Regions from separate parts of the Gossypium arboreum genome. Here region 1 is linked to region 2. The links are chromatin contacts, called in public Hi-C maps. All regions are on one chromosome and are shown on one strand. The core of a region is the stretch at or near the end of the contact, and the rest is flanking DNA. Distances in the headings are between cores, read along the strand shown.

The links. Hi-C and Micro-C count contacts between places; a contact is called where the count stands out from the background.
Region 1: a contact with region 2 is called in a Hi-C map of leaf, with 2.0 times the contacts expected there. The contact joins the promoter of LOC108484043 here to the enhancer-like site in region 2. A contact is called at or near these places in 2 of 5 Hi-C or Micro-C datasets (both in leaf).

Annotation. Positions count from the first base shown.
Region 1 is chr3:113,806,254-113,811,116 of ASM2569848v2, reverse strand. LOC108484043 (cyclin-D3-1-like) reads left to right here and starts at 2,679. Exons shown (of 4, transcript XM_017787659.2): 1 at 2,679-3,515; 2 at 3,594-3,795; 3 at 3,879-4,009; 4 at 4,095-4,683. The coding sequence starts at 3,039. The coding sequence ends at 4,382.
Region 2 is chr3:113,746,464-113,751,480 of ASM2569848v2, reverse strand. No RefSeq gene overlaps it. Among protein-coding and RNA genes, the nearest start is that of LOC128290246, 14 kb to the right of the region's middle. Within about 2 kb of position 1,315, at least 1 of the 2 cell types and tissues checked has an H3K27ac peak or open chromatin away from gene starts, as enhancers often do. A contact at or near this core is called in leaf, where this site is marked.

The sequences.
Region 1 (4,863 bases), core at 1,430-3,929, 58 kb before region 2:
ATTGCCAACCACTAGAAGTTGATGCCATTCCCCTGTACGTATTTCCAGCATTAAACATCGACCTACTGAGGTGCATGTCTCATCCACTAACGGAATGTCGTGCAGGGGTTGGGTATTCCATACTGCTACTAAACACAGACACTTTCGTGTTTTGCCACCTACTAACAGAGTGTCGGGCAGAGGTCGTGTATTCGTCTCGACCAGTAGTAAATGTTGAAGCTGCAAATGCATCATTTGGCGATGAAAATTGTACATATAACTCAAGATATGGTGATTCACTAGCGAAATGAGTCTGCCCATTACCTCCAAGCTACAAGCGAATTTGATGTCGAATGAGTCATATGTCATAGGATCAACTGAAGCACAAAATCGATACTTAATAGACAAAACTTTCACTGGCGTCGTTCCAAAGATTTTGTGCCTAATTCTCTTACGAAGTTCTGTCAAATCTATGTTCTGCTTAAAAACCAGTCTCGTTGTGTTCTCCGATAAAAAAACACCGTTCTCGGTGTTACAAACCTCACTATCATAATAAATAACAGCACTAATACGTTCACTAATCTTCAATTTCTTTTCTTCTTAACCTCTCTAATTTTTTTGTTGTAAGTTATGCAACCTGAGAATAAAATTTGGCTCATTTATAGCCTCATTTTTCTACGAACTACTGTAGCAAAAGAACGTCCACGTGGGAGCTTTTTTTTTGAAATTTTGCTAACAGTGCATCCTACTTGAAGCGTTTTTTACACTACTTGTTCAGAAACGTCTACTCAGAATTATTTTTCTACGAACTACTGTAGTAAAAGAGCATTTACATGGGAGCTTTTTCCAGAAATTTTGCTGACAGTGCATCCTGCTTGAAGCGTTTTCGACATTATTTGTTCAGAAATGTTTACTCAGAATTATTTTTCTACGAACTGCTGTAGCAAAAGAGCGTCCATATGAGAGCTTTTTCTAAAAATTTTGCTGACAGTGCATCCTGCTTGAAGCATTTTTCGACACTATTTGTTCAGAAACGTCTGCTCATAATTATTCTTGCTGAAACCCTAAACCTTAAACCCTAAGACAAAAAAAAATTATATTTCTTATATGTTTTTTTCTAATACCCTAAACACAAATTTATTTTAAAAAACTAAACCCTAATTTAATAAATTAACCCTAATACCTTAAACTTTAATTTAGTATTTAAAATTAATAGTTAATTTAATGAATTAATCTTAGAACCCTAAATCTTAATTCAATTAATTTTTCTCAAAACCTTAAACTTAGCATAGCGCCAGTATGTATATATGTTGCAATCATGTTATCTTTGAGAATTTTTTTTCGTGTATGTATATTGGAAATTAATAATTAAAAAAATCAGAAATGAGCTTGTTACAAAGTAAAAGAAACTTAGCCGGTGATCAAAAATAAAATGATCTAAGCCATTGATAAGGGAAAAAAACCTAAACGCTGAAGTAATCGAATTACCAAGTTGTTGTTTATACGTTAAGAGTTATTTAAGGGTTTTTTACTAAAACATTATAAGAAATAAAATATTAAAATAGTATGTTTAAACCATTATGTATCGATTAACCCTAAACCCTAAATCAATCCCTAATTTAATCAATTAACCCTAATACCCTAAACTCTAATTTAATATTTAGTATTTAAAATTAATTGTTAATTTATAACCCAATTCAATTAATTTTTTTCCTAAAACCCCTAAACCTTAAAACCCTAAAAAACCTTAACTTAAAAAAACCCTAACCCTAAATTCTAAAAAACCTTAACCCTAAATCAATTAAATAATAAAACTCTAACCCTAAAAAAATAGGCAAAACACTACCCTTAGGGGAGCGTTTTGTCCATGTAAGCAAAGCGCGCCCTTAAAAACGAGTTTTGTGCTGACATGGACAAAGTGCTCCCCTAGGGAAACGTTTTGCTGACACGTACTCTGAAATCGCGCTTATGTGAACGCGTTTTTGTGAAAAACAGCCTAATCTGATAAAAAATCCAACAGACGACCCATTTCCGTAATTATATTTTTTAAAGGGCCTTTTTGAGTAAAATGGCCATTTGTTTTGTTGTGATAAAATTTTGTTTCCCTCCCACCCAGTTGTCAATTTTTATGAATTTTCCCCTGCAACACAAAACAGTTTGACAGCCTTTTTTTCAGAGCTACCATAAATGATATTCCTCTATCTTCCCCACTCAAATCAAATAAAAGAAAAGCAAATGCCCACAACCTTCATTCTCACCCAGCCATTGAGAGTTCCAAAACCTAAAATCAACTCCAACTCATCATATTTTAATTCAAAAAAATCAATCACACCTATTTCTTTTTATTATAGAAAATTGCTCAAACCTAAGTTATTAAGATTGAAATATTAAATTATTTTAAGAAATTAAATTAATAAAAACTATTTAAATTCTAAAGACTAGTTGGCAAAAATCTAAGAACTAATAGTTCGGAGGTTATTTTCTTGTCTCGTGGATTGTGTACATTGGCATCCTTTCACCCTTTTTTATTTATCTCACTTTATTTATTTTACATATTACAAATATAAATTATTAAAACTCCAGAAAAAATAATTATAAAAAGTTAATTTCCTATATTATTATAAATGTTTATCACAACAAAATTAACAATCATGATATAAGTTTGTAACGTGAAATATGAATGGGGTCCAATTGCAGAGAGTGAAGGTAAAGAATGTCACGTGTCCGGTAAATGCGTTGCATGGGCCATGATTCAGCTCTGGGACTGGGTCGAGTTTCCCTTGTTAAATTACAAAACTTTTCTTCCTCCGATTCCCTACTACTTAAGTTGTACTAAGTACTACCCCCATCCTTTGATGCTGAGCAGAGCAGCCATTAGAGCCTACCCATCCCTCAAAACAAATACTCGTCCTTAGCCTACTGCTCACCCCTCAGAGACATGCCTCTGCCTCTGTCTTCTAGCCTCTCTTTCTTCTTCTTCTTCATCTTCTTCTCTGTTCTATAATGGAAGCAAAGATCTGAATAGGAGTGGCGGTGTTTTTTCTTTTTTGGTGGAACAAATGGCTTTCAATCATCAACACTCTTCATTTGTTCTCGATGCTCTTTATTGTTCAGAAGAAAACTGGGAGGAGGATGAAGATGAGCGTTGCTTCAATAATGGGATTAATGATAATGATAATGATAATCAATTAAACCCTTTTCCGATCTTGTTAGAACAAGATTTGTTCTGGGAAGATGATGAGCTTTCTTCTTTATTTACAAAGGAAGAACGGAATCAACTGTACGATAGTCTTCAAACCAATGGGAATCTAGCTGGGGCTCGCCGTGAAGCTGTGGAATGGGTGTTGAAAGTCAGTGCTCACTATTCCTTCTCTGCTCTCACTGCTCTTCTTGCTGTCAACTATCTCGATAGGTTCTTGTTTAGCTTCCGGTTTCAAAGTGAGAAGCCATGGATGACTCAACTAGCTGCTGTTGCTTGTCTTTCTCTTGCAGCCAAAGTGGAGGAAACCCAAGTGCCTCTCCTACTGGATTTACAAGTACATATGTTTGGTTAATAGCCAAGTTTGTTGTCATTCTATTCATTTGCTTGGTCTCATAGATGTTAATCTGTTCAGGTGGAGGAGACCAGATATGTGTTTGAGGCCAAAACTATCCAAAGAATGGAGATTTTGGTGCTCTCTTCCCTTCAATGGAAGATGAACCCTGTCACCCCATTTTCATTCCTTGATTACATTACCAGGAGGCTTGGATTAAAGGACCATCTCTGCTGGGAATTTCTTAGGAGATGCCACCGCATTCTGCTCTCTCTCATTTCAGGTTAATTGGATGCACTCTGTAATCTGTTGCCTTAAATTTTCATCTTTTTATTCTCAAATTCTTTTATTAAATTCCATGGGCAGATTCTAGGTTCATGTGCTACCTTCCTTCTGTAATGGCCACTTCTACAATGCTGCATGTTGTGGATAGTGTAGAGCCAAATCTTAGAGTAGAATACTACAACCAGATATTAGGCATCCTGGGAATTGACAAGGTATTGTCCATCTCCAATTTTTCTAAAATTTCTCTATGCAAAATTCAGCCTGATCCTAATTTTCCCAATTCAACTTGTAAAGCAGGAGAAGGTAAATGAATGCGGTGAGTTGATAATGGAATGGGCAACAACAAGAGTAGAAGGCAACCAATCAAACAAGCGCAGGTTTAGTTCCATCCCAGGGAGCCCAAATGGGGTAATGGATGTCTCGTTTAGTTCCGATAGCTCAAACGATTCCTGGGCTGTGGCATCATCCGCATCAGTGTCTTCATCACCTGAGCCTATGTCCAAGAAGACCAGAACTCAACAAGACCAGCTTCTGGAAAGGCTATCCCACCATGCTCCTTCAGATTTTCTCACCATTCCTCACTGAATTCCCTCTTTTCAATATCAGACTACAAAAATAATTAGTCCTTGTAATAATATTGCTGTTCTTTTTCCATGATGCAAAGTTAAATTGCTTACCATCTCTGCATCTTGAGTCGATTGGTGAGGAAATCTAGAATCAGAGATGGTTTGCATTTTATCCGGAAATTAAATCAAGTAAAAAAACCAAACAAATATGAAATGCAGAGTCCATGCATTAATGCTTAGGCTTTTTTTTGTTCTACTATGAACATAATGTTAATTTCAGCACTTCGTTTTAATATATATAATTTAGAAAAGAAAGAAAACGGGTCTTCTTGTTTTTTATTTCTTACACAAGATTGAAATACATACGAAGGGTATGCATGCATGTATGTATGTACGTATGTATATATTTGTAGGTATGTGTATTTAAATGTAAACGCAGTGGCGGAATGGAATAGAAGAGCGGGAGGATTGAAAGTACACACACATAAGAAGAAGAATTT
Region 2 (5,017 bases), core at 66-2,565:
TACTTTATGCATATTTCATCATCTCATAACATATTCATTAAACTTTTACCATAATTTCTTTAGTCACATATTAAATTGTTTCACACTTAAATTTTTGTACATTTTTCAATTTAGTCCCTATTGCCATGTAATTTATTTTTCACCATATAAACACTTTAATCAAATAATTCATTATAATATCTTATTTTACATAACAAATTTTCATGCATATCACTTCTCTTGTTTTAATTATAAATTTCACAAAGTTTACAATTTAATCTTTAACATCATGAAGATTCATTATTTACTATAATTTCACCTTAATTTCACCTTAATATCACTTTGTAATCAATTCACTACTTATTATAAATCTTAAATGTATGTTTGTTTCATTAAAAACAACTTTCATGAAATATTTTCAAGAAATCTGCCAAACAACAAAAATATTTTATACAGATTCATCCAAACACCAGAAAATATTTAACTTTTTCAAAAAAATAAATTATTTTCTAAGAGTCATTTTCAATAAAACAAATTCAACCTAATTTGGATTAAATTTAAGGCGGAGAACATGTAAACGAGGATAACTGTTTTCAATATTATAGTTTCAGCCCACAAATTTTGAACCAAAATGTTGGCATTTAATTACCCTTTGTAGTTTGTTCTTTCTCCCAAACATTTCAATGGTTGGCACTACTATCATGATATAATATATGTCGCATACGATGTTATTGAAGGGCGGCGGAAGAAACTGTAAACCTGCAGCCTAATGCAGCCATCTATGTACGTTGCCAATTCTAATCTAGTATAGGTTTGGCCCTCTGTTTTTTTGCAATTAACTTTGCCTATTGTAATTTGTGCTATGTCGATTATATACAATCAAACTCCTAATGTGGACGGCTCATGAACTCATTGTAATGCTTTAACATGCGTACGTAAGTAGTAGTAGTATTAATGCAAGGATAAATTTATTCGATCTTTTGATGGAAAATGTGTTTTCAAAGAATGGTCGAACTTGGGGACCTCAAAAGCCTTGGCCAAAAATTATTGAATGAACCACGCCAAAGTCACTAGATTCAAACACTGATGTGGACAATATAAGAAATGGACACATGAACCACTGGTGCCAAAATTTAATGTTAAATCATTTTGATGCTGATCTAGCTGCTTAGACAGCATTTGAAACTAATCAAGAGTTTGTATTAAACAGTGAGGAAAAGATCAAAAGAAAAGCCAATGGCAGTCAATAAGTGTTTGTGACATAGTTGGGGGTACAGTGGTCCTATTCTTACCTGCAAAATTTAGGCTGAATTTCAACCCTAGTTGGCAGTGGAGTCTTATGGGATTACCGTTAAAAGCCAATACAAGCTATATGTCAATGAAATTTAGGCCTCAACTACCCCTATATGGGCAGAAAGAAAGGACCATTGGTAGATTTTTTTTTTCTTGGTTTAGGGCATTAGGGGGTCAATACTGCCACCCAAGTCATTTAATATTGGCGGCAAAAACCAACCAATCTCTGGGTCTAATTTGGCAAAACCCACAGTGTGCAACCCTACCCTATCTCTTATGTTCAGAGGAGACTGGAATTGATGTTGGAGTTGAATGTAATGATAAGGGTATGAACATCATTCTATTTTGGTTGCATTTGAACCAATGGATAACAACTTCTAAATATCCATCCAACTTATATAACATTAATGCCCAACATCTCAATGTATCTCACTATCTCCTATCTGTTTCCATTTACTCATTCTCACTTGAGTTTATCATAATTGATATTAAAAATTAAAATAAATAAATAAATGAGACTAATGACAATTTCATAAGTTAAAAAACCTCCATCGCGTATACACTATAAAAAAAAAAAAGTAATACTTTAGGAAGAGTTAAAATTGATTGTATGGATCATTTTGGCAATCATCTCACCTTTTAAATTTTGTATAATATTTCAAGTTGAACTCGTGAGCATATTATGTCTACAAGTTTAGGTTATTCTCGTTTAAAAGAAGTATTACATTTTATGTACTAATAAATATTTACTATTTATTTTACAAGCTGACACCAAGGATCTCAGAGCACCACCCAAATAATTTTGATAATAAAAAATAAATATTTTATGTTTAAAATAGTGAAAATAACTTAATATATATATATTAAAATATATCATATAAAAGTTATTGATTTTTTTATTTACTTGAAAATTTATTATTCTTTAAAAATATTTATGAAAATAATTTTAAAACTTTGTCAAATAAAATTCAAAAGCTGTAAAAAAACTCATTTTACTAAAATAAAATTAAAAATACAAAACAAGAAAAGGTTAATATGAGACAAGTGAGAATCAAACCAAACTAAATTATAATAAACTATTGGAAAAATTCCAAAAACCTCACTTAGGCGAGTTGTGTGGGCGGGTAACCAAGTCCAAGAGATTTGGGTCTACACATATAGTGTGATAGTTGGTGCACGTTAATGTTAGCCATTTGCAACAATTGATGGGCCTAAAAGAAATTATAGTCAAACCAAGTTTTGCTTTAACATTTCTAAATTCTCTCTTCAGCCGAAAGTCCCCATCTACTTTCTCCTAAATGAATTTTGGGGTCTATGCTCTATGGGCTATAGCATAAGTTGCACCTTTACCCCTAATCCATGGTTATTGGTTAATCCATTCAACTTTTTTGAAGTTTCAAAGGCTTTATGAAAGACGTTAAATGGCATTTTTCTTTTGAACAAATGTTAATTGACATTTCAAAGTTGGAAATAAGTACTCTACTTGAGTAATTTTTAAGTTGTTGTATCATTTTCCGAAGAAAAATGGAAAATTAACCCGAATTAGGTTACTTGGGTTTATGAAATATAAATTTAAAAATGACAATTGCTTGAAGTTTAATCGAATTCTATTCTTTATTATATAAATATAAATATTTTATATTTAAAATAGTGAAAATGATTTAAAAGTTCTTGAAAATTTATTGTCTTTTAAAAATTTTTATGAATTTTTGAAATTTTGTCAAATAACATTGAAATAAAGGCATAAGACAAAGTTCATTTTGTCAATATAAGTCTAAAAATCCAAAACAAATAATTAATATGGTAAACTAAAAATTGAACCAAACCAAACCGTATTATAATGGATAGTTCAAAAAATCCAAAAAATCTAACCAAACGGAACTAATATTACCCCTAATTGATAGTGCATAATTTTTTTTACTTGACACAAATTGATACTTAAACTATACTTTTTTTCCATTTGGGTACTTAAACCCTTTTTTGGTCATAAGCGATCCCTAAAGTATTTTTCTCCCCAAGTTGATACCTTGGTACTTAAATTATGTTTTTTTTCTTCTCATTTTGATACCTAAATATTTTTTTGTCACAAGTAGTACCTAAACTATTATTTTGTTACTCATTTTACACCAAAATGTTATATTAGTTAAAAATTTCAATGAATAAACTTAAAAATATTTTTAATTATTTGATTTCACTTTTTTTTCTTTTACATTATTTTTTCTTTTTTTTTTCTTATTTTTCTTTTTGTTTTCCTTTCTTCTTCTTTTATAATGTTTGGAAATACCAACAATACTCAAAATTTGACCTCTCAAGGTCAGTGATTAATTCTATTTTCAAACTTCACTGCTTGCATGCTCAACCTGACAAGACCGAAAAAAGTTATTTCATCAATCAAAATTAGCATTTTAGAACCAAACTGAATCAGTCGATCAAGGTACTAGTTCGAAGATAAGGGATGAATTGATACAGATTGGTTAAACCGATTTTCTTCATTTTTATTTTATTTTTGTTTTTATGGTTTTTCAGTATTTGATCAAAACTGGAATTCGTGGCTTGACCAGTTCAACCATCAGTTTGATTCTGAATAAATAAAAATAAAAAATAAAATGAATATATACATATGTAAGAGAAAATAATATTTTTTTTCTTTTTTTCCTTATGTCAATTTTTAAGTGTTTATCTTTTTTTATTGAAATAGACTTAACTGTTTAACAAACTATTAAACTAATAGAGGTACCAATTTGGGAAAAAAAAGTTAGTTTAAGTACCACTTGTAATCGAAAATAAAATTTAGGTGCAAAAATGAAAAAAAAAATTAGATACCAATTTGTAGGTTAAGCCTTTTTTAAGTAGAGTTAACGATTTGATTAACGGAGGTACTAATTTAAAAAAAAAGAAATAGTTTAGATACCATTTTTAGATACCAACTTATATGTTAACTTTTTTTTTTTTTTTGGTAAAAATGCATTGAAAAATTGATGGAAGGTAATGACAAACCCCTTTTTACTTCTTTGGCAAAAAAAAAATAAAAGAGAAATTAAAAAGAATCTCATAATCAAGCCTGGTAGACTATGACATAATTGGAGAAATGGAAATTTGAGTATGAAAATTTGAGAACTAAGTATTAGAATGCAATACTATTAGCGTATTACTAATATGCATCGGCAAATTTGTGGGGGGGGGAGGAATTGCAATTTGGTTCATTCATAAATGATAAAATTATAGATTTGTACTTTTATCCTCTAAAATGAAAAATAAAAATAAAAAATATATTATATTTTGACATCTCAAAAATTATAATTCAATTCTCTCCTCCTTTCAATTTTGAGTTCGTCCTTACAAATATGTCAATATCATGTTTGATTCATTTAATTAAAATGTAAGATCTTGTAGTTTAATTTTTCTATTTTGGTTTAATGAAAATGGATTAAAGTCATTATAGACTAAAGTTGTTACTAATCTCACATTACCAAGTAACGTAAGATTACTTTAAAATAGATAGTATTGAGATTAACCTTATATTACTAAATATTGTAATTACTTGTAATATCATATTATCAAAGGATTTTGAAATGTAAGAATATCCTCAATAATCCTATATTCCCTTGATCAAAATTTTATTTTTCCTTCGAAGTGAATTGAAAACCTAAAAATTAAAGCTTGAAAATTTGGTAATTCCTGAAAATGGTGTAAGAATTGGCTCTATGGAAGCAATATCCCCCTCTTTTAAACATTAGGCTCGAAT